5 separate regions of the Mus musculus genome follow, and all the other regions are linked to region 3. A link is a contact called in public Hi-C and promoter capture Hi-C data. All regions are on one chromosome and are shown on one strand. Each heading gives the region's core, a stretch centred on a gene start, on an enhancer-like site or on the middle of the called end of the contact. The rest is flanking DNA. Distances are from core to core; before and after follow the strand shown. Region 1 holds the start of Gls2 (glutaminase 2 (liver, mitochondrial)). Region 2 holds the start of Coq10a (coenzyme Q10A). Region 3 holds the start of Agap2 (ArfGAP with GTPase domain, ankyrin repeat and PH domain 2). Region 4 holds the start of Baz2a (bromodomain adjacent to zinc finger domain, 2A). Region 5 holds the start of Rbms2 (RNA binding motif, single stranded interacting protein 2).

Region 1 (2,700 bases), core at 142-2,641, 1.1 Mb after region 3:
AAGCCCACGCTGGCCTTGGACTCTTTCAGATGACGTTGAACTACTGACCCACTTGTCTCCACATCCCTGGCGCTGGGACTCCAGGAATGCTGACCACCACATTTTTAATTCTCCTAAATTTTGTGCATTTTCTCCACTACAAACCAAGACCACACCTTTAATCCCAACACTCTGGAGCCTAAAGTAGGTGGATCTGAGAGTTTGAGGTCAGGCTGGTCTAGCTCGTAAGTTCTAAGAGATACGGAGAGGCCAGGTCTTAAAACTAAAAACAATTGGGGGAGCACGTATATGTTTTGTGTTTCTTTGCTTTTTTGTCGTGTGTGTGTGTGTGTTTGTGTGTGTGTGCACGCGCACCGGCATGCGTGTGGTGTTGCACACCCCTGCAATTCTAGCACTTGAGAAGTTGAGGTAGAAGGTTGGCCACGAATTCAAGGCCAACACGGGCTACAAACTGAGTACTACGGCAACAAGGGCTATATCTCAAAGCCCTGTTTCTAAAACAACAATAAAAAAAGATTTCAGCCGGCCCAGCACTTGGGAAGCAGAGGCAGGCGGATTTCTGAGTTCGAGGCCAGGCTGGCCTACAAAGTGAGTTCCAGGACAGCCAGGGCTATACAGAGAAACCCTGTCTGGGGGGGGTGGGGGGGGGGAAGATTTTGAGTTCACTGGCTTATTTTAATACGTGAACTTTAGAGAAAGAGAACTTTAGAGAGAGACTATAAGTCCTCCGCAGCCACCAAATGACCTAAGAACCTGGGCTCCATGACGCCTAGCAATGAAGCGCGGCGGGCTGCTTCTGGACCGTCTTTCTGTCCACTCAGCGCCAGCGCGCATCCGTGATTGGGGTGTTTGCAGCCCGCACCGCCTGCCTGTAAGTGTGCACTGGCCACCCCTGGCCTTCGAACATGGAAGGTCACTACGTGGCTCCCGCATCCCGCTCGCTCTCATCTCTCTTTGAAAGTGTGGCGTTTTCATCTGCACCAGAGCACTCCGTCGTCCCCAGCCCTGGCGCGTTTCCACGAACTCCGACTGCGCAGAGGCCGATCCTCTCCCCGCCAAAGCTCTGACGCGCGCCGGTGTCCCGACTGTCCCAGCCTCCCGCGCCTTTCCCCGCCTCCCAGCGTTCCTCCTCCTCAGTGATTGGACGCGGTTCCTGTCCCTTTTGACTCCAGACCACGCCCCCTCCCCACCCAGCCGCCTCCAGCTTCTCCTCAATCGAACCCGTGGCGCTCCTGGCTGGAGGCTGTGAGGGGACTATGGGTGTACCTGCGGGATCCGAGTCGTCCCGGACTGGCCCCTCCCCGGACCCCAACCACTCCCACCGGGCCGGTCCTTCCCCCCCCCACCCCCCCCCCGCAGGCTCCACTGGCCCCAGGACTGCTCCCGGGCTCCTAGTCTCGCCCGCCACTCTTCCGCCCCTCCCTCCTCGCCGCCGCTCGCACGTCTGGAGCGCCCGGGCCGAGCGGGTGGCGCGCCGGGGGCATGCGCTCCATGAGGGCTCTGCAGAACGCGCTGAGCCGCGCGGGCAGCCACGGTCGGCGGGGAGGCTGGGGTCATCCGAGCCGGGGCCCGCTTCTGGGCAGGGGCGTCCGGTACTACCTCGGTGAGGCCGCAGCGCAGGGCAGGGGGACGCCGCACAGCCACCAGCCGCAGCACTCGGATCAGTAAGGCTCGCGGGACAGGGGCAGGGGACAGGCTGGCTCCCACTCCCACTGTCGTTCTCGCTAGCTCCCTGGGAGTCCCCTTCCCCAGAGAGCGAGCGCATCTCATCTCCTCTCCGCGCTCACTAGCCTGCGATGCCTTTTCCTTTAGATGTGGGGCTTTGGGTCCGCCGCGCTCGGGCGGTCAGGTGCTGTCCGCCGCGCTCGGGCGGTCAGGTGCTGTCCGCCCGGGAGGGCGTTTGGGCAGGTCGGTCTTCGAGATGATGCCTGTCCAAGGTGCGTACTTATTTGGGAACGCAGATGGGCGCGGAGTGTTGCTTGGTGCACGTGTCTGAGTGCAGGGCCGAGTGCACACCTGCCCATCCCCAGCCTCTCTTCTCTGGTCCCAGTATTTTAGGGAATTTTGTGGATATCGAACAGCTTCCTGCCCCAGGTCCAAGTGCGCTTGGGTCTGACTGTGTGGGGTTTCTTGTCTCTGCCTGTCGTCAGTGGGTAATGTGCGGTGTGCGTCATTGCTGATGCGCACGTAGGTGCGTATGTGTCCGGAGTGTTTTTGTAGCAGAGCTTAACCGTGGAATATCTTATATGCTGGCAAAACACTGATAATCAAGTTTCCAACTTGGTTTTGGAATGCGTTGATTATTCATAAATGAGAAAATTGTGAGACAGTTCCTAAACCAGTCAGCTATTGCGTTGCTCTGCCTCTCTAAATTGAAGTGTTTTTCCCCTTTGGGGCCATCTTCAACCCAGGAAGTCGACCCCCCCCCCCCCAGCATACATTGCCCAGGAATGCTTAGTAGCTGGGCTTTCTCTCCAGCCCCAAGAGGAGTGTTTTCAAAGCATGAAATTTGTTATCCTCAGACATCCAGCTGGACGTTGTCCTGGTAGCTCCTGCCTCATTATGGCAGTATAGGAAATGGACCGTTTTTTCCCTATCATATCAGCTTAGTGATATTTAGAAACATATGCACACCATAATTAAATGAACCAGACTGACACAGCAAACTACCTCAACACCAATAAATATGGTTGGGTAAGC
Region 2 (2,700 bases), core at 154-2,653, 1.3 Mb after region 3:
TTCAATCCCCAGCACTGCAGAAAAACAGCAGCATGGTGGCACATGTCTATAATCTCAGCTCTAGGGAGGTAGGTGGAGGCAAGATATAAGTTCAAAGTCTTCTTGACTGTATATCAAGTTCAAGGCCAACCCTAGGCTATGTGAGAGCCTGTCTCAAAATGTGTGTGTGTGAGATACCTATGATGCAGCTCTGGCTATGTAGTCCGTGGAAGCTTCAAGCTTAGATTACAGGCTGTACTACCTAGTCGGTTACCTTTCTATGATGTAACACAATTCTAGACTAATACACGTGCAGAACAACTAAGGTGGGAAATTTAGGTTGAAAGGCTGGCAGCGAAAACGTTGCTGGGGAGACAAGTGGCCCAATATGAATCTTACCCACTACTGGTACATGGTTATTTATTTGAAGGGGAAAAAAAGGAATGCTCACCCCATGATCCTACGCTCCGAGTAAGCCTTTCGCTTGTTGGTAAAGGGGGCAGCAAAGCCCATGAAGGAACGACTATGAGGTAGGCCAGCCTCCGCTGCCAAGGCCTGGGCAGCGCGAGGCAAGAAGAGATTACAGGAAATCAGAAACCTAGCGCCAAAAAGAAAGGAGAGGCAGCGTCACGATTCTTTTTTTGTATTCAACCACTTCAGGTGAAGGGGAAGAGGGATGCATCACAGAGGAAGGTCGTTGGTTCGGGCAAGCTTTTCTGCCCCTAGCACCTGCTGCAGCTAGCTGGGCTGGCTGGCCAGGCAGTCACGAGTGCGAAAGGTCGAGGGCGGCTGAGGACAGGGCCAGGGGTGGGGATGGGAAAAAGAAGGGCACGTCCTAAGTGCCAGCTGCCTTTGAGGCAACACTACTGCTGCAAGCAAACTGAAGCATCTCTGACGCCAGGGTCAGGCCAGGCACATCAAAGCCAGAACGCCGGCGAAGGCCAAGAAGTGGCTGGCACGCACCCGCCCCGAGCATCTAGCTTGTACGCGTATCTCCAGAACTCCATTCGAACTCCCAGGGCACCACCAATGCCAGCCCTTCTCCGGCCTGCCGTCTAAGGGCTGCCACCCTCCACCGCTGAACTTCGGGGTGCCGGGCGACCCCCTCCGGTCCTGCGCGGACGTCTGTGCCTGCCTCTCACCTCATTGGACGCGGCGGCCGCGGAGGGCCCGGGGGCGGGGTCGGGACGGAGCGCGCGCCCCGGCAGAGCGAGAAGCCGCAGCAGCTCCGGGCGGCCGCGCGCGTCGGGGCCGGGAGCCTCCGCGCGCCCGCAGAGGCCATGCGCGCGCCCCTGCCTGGCACTCCCGGCGGCGGCGAGCTGTAGGGGAGGCCGGGCAGGAAGGGCGGCGCGAGCTCCGGCTGCCTTCGCCCTGCTCCGGCCCGCGCGCCGGATAGGCTGTCACTGAAGCGGTGACCGCAGCTCTGGGTCCCCTCACGTCACGCCGTTGCCAGGGATCGGGAGGAGGGAGCGCGAGGAAGGAAGGGACAACGCTGCCTGTCGGGAGATGTAGTTTCTTTGACACCTCTGGCGTGAAAGAAAGGGCGCTGGGTGCGTGTCGGAGGAGCTGCAGAGATGGCTCGGGGGAGCGAGATCGCCTGGCACAAACTACTTGGCGAGTCTGTGGTCACAGGACCTGATACGTAGACGCAGAGGCGACGTCGTGGGCGTGTCAACGGCAGATGGCTGTCGATGTCCAGAGGAACGTTTCTCAGAGCCCTTTAGAAGGAGAGGCTCTTTTCATCCTACTGGCCTTTGCAGTGCCTGCTGCCGGTTTATGTCTTTGGAAAAGGATATTAACTTTGCAAGTTCTGGGCTGACTTGTATAATCTCTCCTAGATCTACACGCCCTTCCCCCTTCCTCCCCTTCTCGTTATTCGAGACAAGACAATTCAGGCCTTGAATTTGCAGTGCTCCTTCATGAACGTCCCTAGGAGCAGAATTTCCTCCCTAATATTTATGGAAAGAAGTCTGAGGCAGAAGCAGGAGGGTTGCCACGAGTTCCAGGCCAGCCTGGGCTACCTACCCAGTTTTAGAGTAGCCAGCTCTAAACAAGAAGCAAGCCCTACTGTCAGACCAAACCAAACATAAGACATGGTTTGTTTGTTCTTTGAGACGCCCTCGCTATATAAGCTTGGTTGCCCTGGAACTCTTGGATATCGTCCTGACTCTTAGCTGCTGAGATTACAGACATGCATGCTCTCCAGGAGGGCTTTGGGGTGTCATGATCTTGCTCTGTAACCTGCACTGACCTTGAACTCATATGCACCTTCTTGCTGCCACTTCCCAGTTGCTGGAATTACAGGTGTGAGCTACTACTAGCCAAAATTTACTTTTAGAAAAAAGCACCATCACTGTCGGGGAAAAATGTGTACTCAATGGAGGACGAGACATCACAGGCAGAAAGCCCAAAGGTGAATACTACGTCCCAGGATTCAAGGAAAAAACAAGCGCTCTTGGGAAAAGTATGACCAAAGGAAAAAGAGAGAAGAGAAATAAACTACAAATTAGAAAGAGATTAGCCTAGACGGGTGCAAGAGCAAGCAAAATTCTCCCGACTGTCACAGAGCAAGCTCTGCTTTCCCTACGCTGGGTTAAAGCTCCCCACATTGATTCGAGCTTTGCCTGACAAAGGAAATGTGCTGGCAGGAAGAAGACAGGCAATCAAAGCTACATTGTGATACAAGTCAAATGCTTTACACAAATAAGGTCATAGACTCAG
Region 3 (2,700 bases), core at 57-2,556:
ATCCCGGTTCAGCCCCCAACCCTTACCCCCTACCAGGCCGAAGAACACGGTGCTGGCTCCTGCCTCCAAGAGCCGCCCACGGCAGCACTTATTATAGTCTGGGCTGCGTCAAGAGGGTGGGACGCCAAATCAAAGTACCGCGGAGACTCTCCAGATCCCGGGCAGGGGTCTCCAAGGCTTCAGGGAGATCTTCCTTCCTTCCAGCATCTCTCCTCCCTCCATGGGGTCTCAGTCTCTCTTCTGCAAGGGCTTAACTGTTCATATTTCTCTGCCCCTCTGGAGGACAAAGCCTTGAACTCTAAAGCCCCCAAAGGGGTGGGGACACAGCACAAATGGTGTCCATTCGCTCTGCCTCCCCCCACCCCCATCACACACACACACACACACACCTGCTGTAAGAACCGGGCTACATAGACCTCAGGACACTGAATGGAAACACCTAAAAGGCTGGCTCCCGCTGGCTCAGCTGAGGGGGTTCCTTGTGTCCAGGGAGCAAAATCCGCCCCCCCCCCCGCAGGTGGGTATCCAGGTGTGAGAGTAAGGCCTTCACTAACCAGCATCCCCTGATTGGTCTCCCACCCATCCTACACACTGATCCCTCCTCTCCGCTTATCCCTGCTGCTGCTTCGGAGGCACTCTTGGAGCTACGGTTGCTATGGAGACTAGATGCATTTTGGAATAGGGGGGGTGTCAGTCGGTAGATGTATTTCTTCCACCTTGAGCTGGGCCTTTGACTCATGCTGCTGATTGGGCTCAGAAGCCCTCAAGCTTCTCCCCTCCAGAGGCAAACCCCCTCCCCCTCCCTACCCTTCTAAGTTCCTTGTTTGTCCCCATCCCTGGGGACACTTTCCAAGTTCACTTTGGGACAATGAGTTCAAGGCGCAGTGCAAGTACTCAGTATAGGGTGGGAGCGGGGTGGGAGAGGGAGCTGGGTGATGAGAAGGGAGACTCACCCAGGTACCCTGCGAGGGGAAGGGGAAAGGCCCTGGGAAGGGATAGCCCATTTCAGCTTCCCCAGAATTGACGGGGACAAAGAGTTCTCTCTGTTCCTGTACCTGTCCAGCCAATAGTTCAGTTTTTTTTACCTTTGTCCCTAAATGTCACAGTCCACATTCGTGTCCCCTAATCATGGTGTGAGAAATGAGGGGGCTAGGTAGTTGGTGGAGGTGACTCCAAGTACCAGGAAATCCAGTCCAGGTTTTGGGAGGGAAATCCAGTCCTGGATTTTGTACCGCCCTAGCAGACAGCGGTGTTGGGGGGGGGGGGGAGGAGAGATGGGGTGGGGGGGCCCGCGGGCCGCCTCCTCCTCAATGTGAGGGGAGCGCCCGGACACAACGCGCATCCGGACCGAGCCGATCCCGGGCGAACCCCCCCCCCTACTCTTCTCCAGGATCCACGCCCCTCCCCTCCCAGACCCCAGACCCGTGGGTTCCTATCTCCTCCCGTTCCCTCTTTCCTCCCTCACCGCCTCCAATAGCTCCATCCCTAGCATCCTCCCCGTGCTCCTGCGAATCCCCCGCACAGACAGCCCCACTAGTCTCTACCCTCAAGACCCCCCTTTCCCACTGCATCTGCGGCCTCTGCCCATTGAGTCCGCATTCCCGCCCCTGCCTTCCCCTCACCCAAGCTTCTCCCCCAGGCCCCTGTCCCCCTTTCTACCCTCTTTCCCTTCATCCCCATTTGCCCCCACTACTGTCCTCTCCACCCTCCTCCGCCCATCTCAACGCCCCCACCCAGACCGGGGTGCACGATCCGGCGCGCCTCCCTGGAGCAGCACCAAGGTCCCGGGGCTCCAAGGGGGTGGGGGCGCAGGGCGGGGAGCATGGGGAGGGGGCGCCCCATGTGATGGGAGGGGGGCGCAAGAGGAGGCGGCGGAGGCGGCGGCGACAGCGGAGCCGGGCCGGGGGCTCAGAGGGGTCCGGGGGCTGGGGGCAGCGAGCAGGGCGGCCCCATGGCCGGGCCCCCCTGAGGCATACCCGGGGAGTCCCCTCCCCTCCCCAGCTCGGGGGTCTCCGGGCCCCATGAGCCGGGGCGCGGGCGCGCTTCAGCGCCGGACAACGACCTACCTCATCTCGCTGACCCTGGTCAAGCTCGAGTCGGTACCTCCGCCGCCGCCTTCTCCATCTGCAGCCGCAGCCGGCGCCCCCGGGGCCAGAGGCTCCGAGCCCCGAGATCCTGGCAGCCCCCGAGGCTCGGAGGAACCCGGCAAGAAGCGGCACGAGCGTCTCTTCCACCGGCAGGATGCGCTGTGGATCAGTACCAGCAGCGCAGGCACCGGGGGTGCGGAGCCCCCCGCGCTGTCCCCGGCTCCGGCCAGTCCGGCTCGCCCGGTCTCCCCGGCTCCGGGCCGCCGACTGTCCCTATGGGCCGCCCCTCCGGGACCCCCGCTCTCCGGGGGGCTGAGCCCGGACTCCAAGCCGGGAGGCGCCCCCTCTTCCTCCCGGCGCCCTCTACTCAGCAGCCCGAGCTGGGGGGGTCCGGAACCTGAAGGCCGGACGGGTGGCGGAGTCCCGGGCTCGTCCTCCCCGCATCCTGGCACCGGTAGCCGAAGGCTCAAGGTGGCGCCTCCTCCACCTGCTCCCAAGCCTTTCAAGACCGTGACCACTAGTGGAGCCAAAGCCGGCGGGGGCAAGGGCGCAGGCAGCCGCCTGTCATGGCCCGAAAGCGAGGGCAAACCCAGGGTCAAGGGGTCAAAGAGCA
Region 4 (2,700 bases), core at 48-2,547, 1.0 Mb after region 3:
TAACCTTCCTCCATATTTCTCCGGTCGGCCCTGTCCTCGCCTCCTCCCTCTCTCCACCCAATGAAAGCCCCGCCCTTCCCTCCTCCCTCCCACCCCAGTCTGTCATACAGGGACATCACCCTACAGCAGTTCAGGCTGTGTCGTTCGCAGGAAGCATACATTGGCTTTTTTGGGGTTTGCGAGTTCCCAGCCCATAGTTGGACAGGATCCAACAGTAGCCTTCAATTGAAGCAAGACCCAAGGACAGTGAGAATCTGGGTCCTAATCCTGAGTCCTGCCAGCCTGACATGGGTAAGTATGATAGCTGCCCCTGGGAAAGGCCTGAGGGATGCCCAGCTCCCTCTCTGGCTGACTCAGCAGGGGTGGGGCCTAACCTTTGCTCTTTTGGGGGAGTGAAGGAAGAGAAACGGACTGTGGGGGGGACACGGGGCTTAGCTGGTGAGCTGCTGAGCATTGGCAAGCTCCAGCTCTAAGGAAGAGCCTGGGGTTGTATCTTAGGTTAGGGCTTCCTTCCTCACCCTAGAACCCCCCGCTCCAATTTAAGTGCAGAGATTCAAGTAGTATTTTACTGTATTCATTACTAGTTCAGTCTTGGTCTTGTAAGAGATGCTTCCCCTCCCCCTAGTTTCTCTCGGTGTTTCTTCCTCCCCCCTTTAACCCACCACCGGGTCGGGGCTGCACTGAGCAGCTGCTTCCTGTTGCCCCAGAGGTTGCTGCAAGGGTGGTGGTGGTGGCTGGGGCCAAACCGAGCAATGAATAAAGTCGATTCTTAGCCCTGCATCAGCCTCACGACCCTGTTACGGATGGCCTCCACCATTGACAGGACAGAGAGCGTTTTGCCTCTGTGGTTTCCTGATTCCAGATTTGTACAGCTGTAGTACGGATAGGGCCGGGAGAAGCCTGTTTACCTAGCAGGGCGCTGTGCGTGACCCCGACATGCTCTCGGCCTTGAGTTCCCTCTCCTGCTCTCCTAGGCCTCCTTGAATCTTTGTGGCTCCCACTGTCTCTCCAGCCTCCTTTGTGAATAAGTCTTAGCTGGGCGCCCCGTGCCGGCAAAAAGAGCTCTTCAAGTACTCCAGTTCAGACCCACCGCTGTCCCCAACTACGCCGCAGAAGTTTCTGTCTTTTCCTGCATCTGGGATCCTTCCTGGTTCTGGCCCCTAGGAGACGCCACCCGCCGTCCCCTCCCCCAGCGGAGCCTTCGCGACAGCCGTCCCTGAGCGCTCGTCCTCACCCGGGTGGCTCCTGCCCCTTTAAGCGCCGCCCCCCCCCCCTCCGCCGCCGGCCTCGGGCTGGGGGAGGAGGCGCCGCCGCCCGGCTCGGCCACCTGCGCCGCCGCCGCCGCCCGGCCCGGCCCTGCTTCAGGTGAGGCCCGGCATCCGCCTCCAGGCCCGGGGTCCAGGGCAGGGCGTCCCCGCAGCCGCTTCCTCCCCTGGGATCCAAGCTCTGACCTTCCCTGCGCCCGCTGCCCTTGCTCTCTCCCCCGCCCTGCCTCCTCGCCCGTTCCTCCCCTGTCCTCTGCGCCCGGGATCCGGAGGCTTCTCACGCCTCTCCGCCATCCTCTCCCGGGAACCCCTCCTATTCCGGCCCTGGATCTCCCCTCCCCCGCGCCTCCCTCGCCAGAAAGCTCTCCCGCGGTCTGGGTTTCGCCTCCTCTTCTCTGGAACTAGCGCTTTCCCACGCCATCCTAACCCCGGAGGGGGGGGGAGATAACCGCCACCCCAACCCCTCTCCTGGTAGTGCGGGGGGCGGGGGGTACGACGCACGTTACGGGCGCTGTCCGCCCTGCTCCGCTCACCCTTCAAGTTCAGCTAAGTCTCACCTAAAGCTTTTCTTGCCGAGTTTGGGGTCGGACCCGAGCACCGCCCCCTGATCTCGGTGGGAAGGGCGCTCGGCCCCGCTGGAGCTGGCCCCTCCCCCTAGTCCGGGCGCCGGGGGCAGCGGCGCTGCGGGAACCTTGTGATACTCCGCTTCAGCGGCTGTTGCGGCAGAACAAGACTGGGGCTAAGTCTCTAAGGGATTGGGGGTGCTGGGTAAGGCAAAGGAAGCCCAACCTTCTCTATTTCAGGTTACTCCAGAAAACAAAACAAACAAAAACCCCGAGATGTCACTGTCTTATATGCCTATCATATGCCCAGCTGTCCGTTGGGGAATTTGGAGACTAAATCCGAGGGGCGCAGACCCACTTGGAGAAGGGGAGGGGTTACAATCTTTTTGGCATATTATGAGAGAACCTAACCTTACCAAAATACGGTGAGATTGTCTCCTCCGAACCTGAGTGCCGAAAAGGAACCAATGGGAATTGCTACAGGGCCAAGAGCTGTGGCTAAGGCAAGATCGGTTCAGTCATGGAGTGGGAGGTCTTTATAATTACCCTACCTTCAATAGGAAATACTCTTTCCATCCAGCTGAGCCCCGAGCTCCTTCTCTAGTGCCCCTGCCTCCAGAATTAGTAGAATGGGTGTCAGGGTTTGTCTTATACTACTCTGAGTCACAACTAAAGGTGCTGGGAAGGGCGCAGTGTGTGTGTCCTGTAGTGCTTAAGGTTGGATGCTTGGAGTGTCTTGAAGAGGAAAGGGAAGGTACAGCTAGGATGCATACCACCATCTCATAGCCCCAGCCATCTGGCTCCAGAGTGGCTGGCACAATGACAGCTGACCCAGAGACAGGGAGGTACAGCAGGAACTTGGAGGGTGAGAA
Region 5 (2,700 bases), core at 142-2,641, 1.1 Mb after region 3:
ACAGGGTTTCTCTCTGTAGCTCTGGCTGTCCTGGAACTTGCTTGTAGTCCAGGCCGGTGTTGAACTTAGAGATTGGACTGCCTCTGCTTCCTGGGTACTAGATTTAAAGGCTTGCACCATCACCTGGCTGTAGAGCTTTCTTTCTTAAGCACATAAACAGAATGAAAACCACATAAACTACCCACCAGAGTACTGCCCTGATGAGATACTAGTATTCGAGTCTCTGAAATGGTCTTTTCAGGTCCACGAGGATATGAATCTCTCCCCACCTCCAACATTCCATCAAACAAGCATAGATCTCTGCACCACGTGTTTTCTTAAAGAACAGCTGTAATGCTCAAAAGAGACCAAAAAGTCTTCCTGCTATGGCTCAAAGCTCCTCCTCCAGCATTGCATACCACAAAATGCCAAGAAACTGCCAAGGATACTCTCTGGCAAATGTGGGCAAGCCTGTCTATCTCTCTCCAGGCTGTTCATTCACTCAAACATACCTTAACTCCTCAGGCAGCCAGGGGTTAATCATAAAGACTCCAGGGATCCTTGCTAAGCCTGGCTATCTGCAGGGTTCCAAGTATCCTCTCAAAAGGCATGACCCAAAGAATCACAGAGCTTTCTGCCTTAATCCCAAAGCATGTTATCTCCCCAAATTCCTCTGCCAGGATGGGTGGGGTGGGGTAGGGTCTCTCGTCTAGAAGCACACACTTAATTCTTGATGAGCCTTGAGACCTCTCAAACTACCTGTAATTTTTCTGCTATCTGGTGGGTTGAGTAAAAAGCGAAGTGAGGTGGGGGTAAGGGTGGATGCAATTAACCAAAATGATAAAATAATCTTGCCGGGTGTGAGCCTAGGGACAAGGTCTGAGTTGTCAGACTATCCCCGGGACCATGGGCGCAGCAGCAGACAGGCAGACTAACTTCGTTTCAGAAGATACAAACTTGCAAAGTTGGTTGTTTTTATTCCGCTGCCTCCTCCAGCCTCACAAACTTCTGCTCTAAATTCCTTTAACTCCAGAACCAGGTGCAAAAAGGCAGGAAAGACGCGGTGGAAGGAGAGGCGCTGAAGGGGGACAGAGGAATCTCGTTCCCCTCTTAAAGGAGAATTCTAAAACCAAGGGCGCTCCTGGATCCCTAGGAAAGGAAGTAGCTGATTCCCCAAAAGCACTTTTTTCCTACCTTCTTGTTGTTCTTGTTATAGCCAAAAGTCGAAATCCCAGGCCTGGAAGTCACTGATAGCAGCATTTTTTCTTTACTGTTACGGAGCTGAGAGAGAGAAAGAAGAGAGTGAAGGAAAGGGAGGGAGAAAGAGGGAGGGAGGAGGGGAGGGGGAAAGGAGAGGGAGAGAGGAAGGGAGGGAAAGAGGGAGGGAAGGGAGAAGGGAGGGGGAGGAGAAAGAGGAGAAAAGGAGCACGCAAGAGAGAGAGAGGGAGTGGGGGGGGGGCCTGCGGGGAAGAATGAGCTAGGTCTGCTCCTTACGTCACTGAGAGAAGTTAACCCAAAGTCAGAACGAGCCACTTCCACTGGGTCCTAATGCCCGGGATGTTCTGTTTTGGTTTTGGTTTTCATAGGCTTAGTTCAAGCTAGAAAGAAGAATTCTTAGGTCTAATCCTTTTCAAATGTAACCCTGTTTCTCCATGAACAAGTTCTGATTATTATGAAAAGACAATTAACCTATTATTAATAAAAGACAATGGTTTTTGTTGTTGTTTTGTTTTGATTTGAAGCTTTCTTTCCCTGAGATCTCAGCTACAAGATTTCAAACTTGGCCTGAAAAATGTCTTAGTAAGTTGCCAGGCCTATGCTCAGTTCCCAGATCTACATGGTAGAAGGAGAGAACCAGCTACCAAAAATTTTTCTCCCCCGACCCCAGCACCCAATGTGGCATGCCCACATATGCACATACAAAAAGAAATAAATGAAATAGTATATATATATATATATATATATATTTAAAGACATCAAGCTTAGTGTAAAAGGACCATCTTGACTGCCTCCCAGAGCATGGAAAGAAGACTATATGGCAATACCGTGTGTGAGAGCTCAGAGCTCAGACTAGTTTATATTAGGGTGATTTTTTTTTTTTTTTTTTTTGGTTTTTGAGACAGGGTTTCTCTGTGTAGCCCTGGCAGTCCTGGAACTCACTTTGTAGACCAGGCTGGCCTCGAACTCAGAAATCCACCTGCCTCTGCCTCCCGAGTACTGGGATTAAAGGTGTGCACCACCACGCCCAGGCCCAGCTTATATTAGGGTGATCTTGATGCAGTAAGAAAGATTTTGGAGTCTGGAGAGCTGGCTCAGGGGTTAAGAGCATGGCTGCTACTCCAGGAGAGCACAGCTGATTCCCAGCATCCACATGAGGTGACTCACAGTCACCTCTATGGCCACTAGCTTCCATGGATACCAGCATGCTCACACATGTGTGCTCTCTCTCCCTCTCCCACTCCCCCCCCCCATCATATACACATGCATACGTATATACACATACATAAGTACACAAAACACACACAGAGACACACATACACACACAATGTTTTATTTTTTATTTTTTGAGACAGGGTTTCTCTGTGTAGCCCTGAATGTTCTGGAACTCACTCTGTAGACCAGGCTGGCCTGGATATCTGCCTACCCCTGCCTCCCAAATGCTGGGATCAAAGGTGTGCACCCCCACTGCCAAGCTAATTTTTTTAACATTAAAAAAAAAGT

The links. Promoter capture Hi-C pulls out the DNA fragments that hold promoters and counts their contacts. Hi-C and Micro-C count contacts between places; a contact is called where the count stands out from the background.
Region 1: a contact with region 3 is called in a promoter capture Hi-C map of neutrophils, with 4 times the contacts expected there. The contact joins the promoter of Gls2 here to the promoter of Agap2 in region 3. A contact is called at or near these places in 6 of 39 promoter capture datasets (cranial neural crest, hippocampal neurons, liver and 2 more) and 1 of 9 other capture datasets (adipose tissue).
Region 2: a promoter capture Hi-C map of hippocampal neurons shows a contact between it and region 3, with 8 times the contacts expected there. The contact joins the promoter of Coq10a here to the promoter of Agap2 in region 3. A contact is called at or near these places in 12 of 39 promoter capture datasets (the C10 cell line, the HPC-7 cell line, the SN4741 cell line and 8 more), 2 of 484 Hi-C or Micro-C datasets (B cells and bone marrow-derived macrophages) and 3 of 115 datasets of contacts at active chromatin or transcription factors (embryonic midbrain, embryonic stem cells and pancreatic cancer cells).
Region 4: a Hi-C map of muscle stem cells shows a contact between it and region 3, with 8 times the contacts expected there. The contact joins the promoter of Baz2a here to the promoter of Agap2 in region 3. A contact is called at or near these places in 17 of 39 promoter capture datasets (the C10 cell line, the HPC-7 cell line, HPC-7-derived erythroid cells and 13 more), 15 of 484 Hi-C or Micro-C datasets (B cells, CD4 T cells, cerebellar granule neurons and 8 more), 9 of 115 datasets of contacts at active chromatin or transcription factors (astrocytes, embryonic forebrain, epiblast stem cells and 6 more) and 4 of 9 other capture datasets (adipose tissue, liver, macrophages and 1 more).
Region 5: a contact with region 3 is called in a promoter capture Hi-C map of hippocampal neurons, with 4 times the contacts expected there. The contact joins the promoter of Rbms2 here to the promoter of Agap2 in region 3. A contact is called at or near these places in 9 of 39 promoter capture datasets (the C10 cell line, cranial neural crest, embryonic stem cells and 5 more) and 1 of 9 other capture datasets (adipose tissue).

Annotation. Positions count from the first base shown.
Region 1 is chr10:128,193,244-128,195,943 of GRCm38.p6, forward strand. It overlaps Gls2 (glutaminase 2 (liver, mitochondrial)), which reads left to right and starts at 1,392. Exons shown (of 18, transcript NM_001033264.3): 1 at 1,392-1,664. The coding sequence starts at 1,483.
Region 2 is chr10:128,367,577-128,370,276 of GRCm38.p6, forward strand. Coq10a (coenzyme Q10A) reads right to left here and starts at 1,404. Exons shown (of 5, transcript NM_001374700.1): 1 at 1,122-1,404; 2 at 431-577. The coding sequence starts at 1,261.
Region 3 is chr10:127,077,601-127,080,300 of GRCm38.p6, forward strand. Agap2 (ArfGAP with GTPase domain, ankyrin repeat and PH domain 2) reads left to right here and starts at 1,307. Exons shown (of 19, transcript NM_001033263.5): 1 at 1,307-2,700. The coding sequence starts at 2,022.
Region 4 is chr10:128,091,486-128,094,185 of GRCm38.p6, forward strand. It overlaps Baz2a (bromodomain adjacent to zinc finger domain, 2A), which reads left to right and starts at 1,298. Exons shown (of 30, transcript NM_054078.2): 1 at 1,298-1,365.
Region 5 is chr10:128,175,177-128,177,876 of GRCm38.p6, forward strand. It overlaps Rbms2 (RNA binding motif, single stranded interacting protein 2), which reads right to left and starts at 1,392. Exons shown (of 13, transcript NM_019711.2): 1 at 1,174-1,392. The coding sequence starts at 1,239.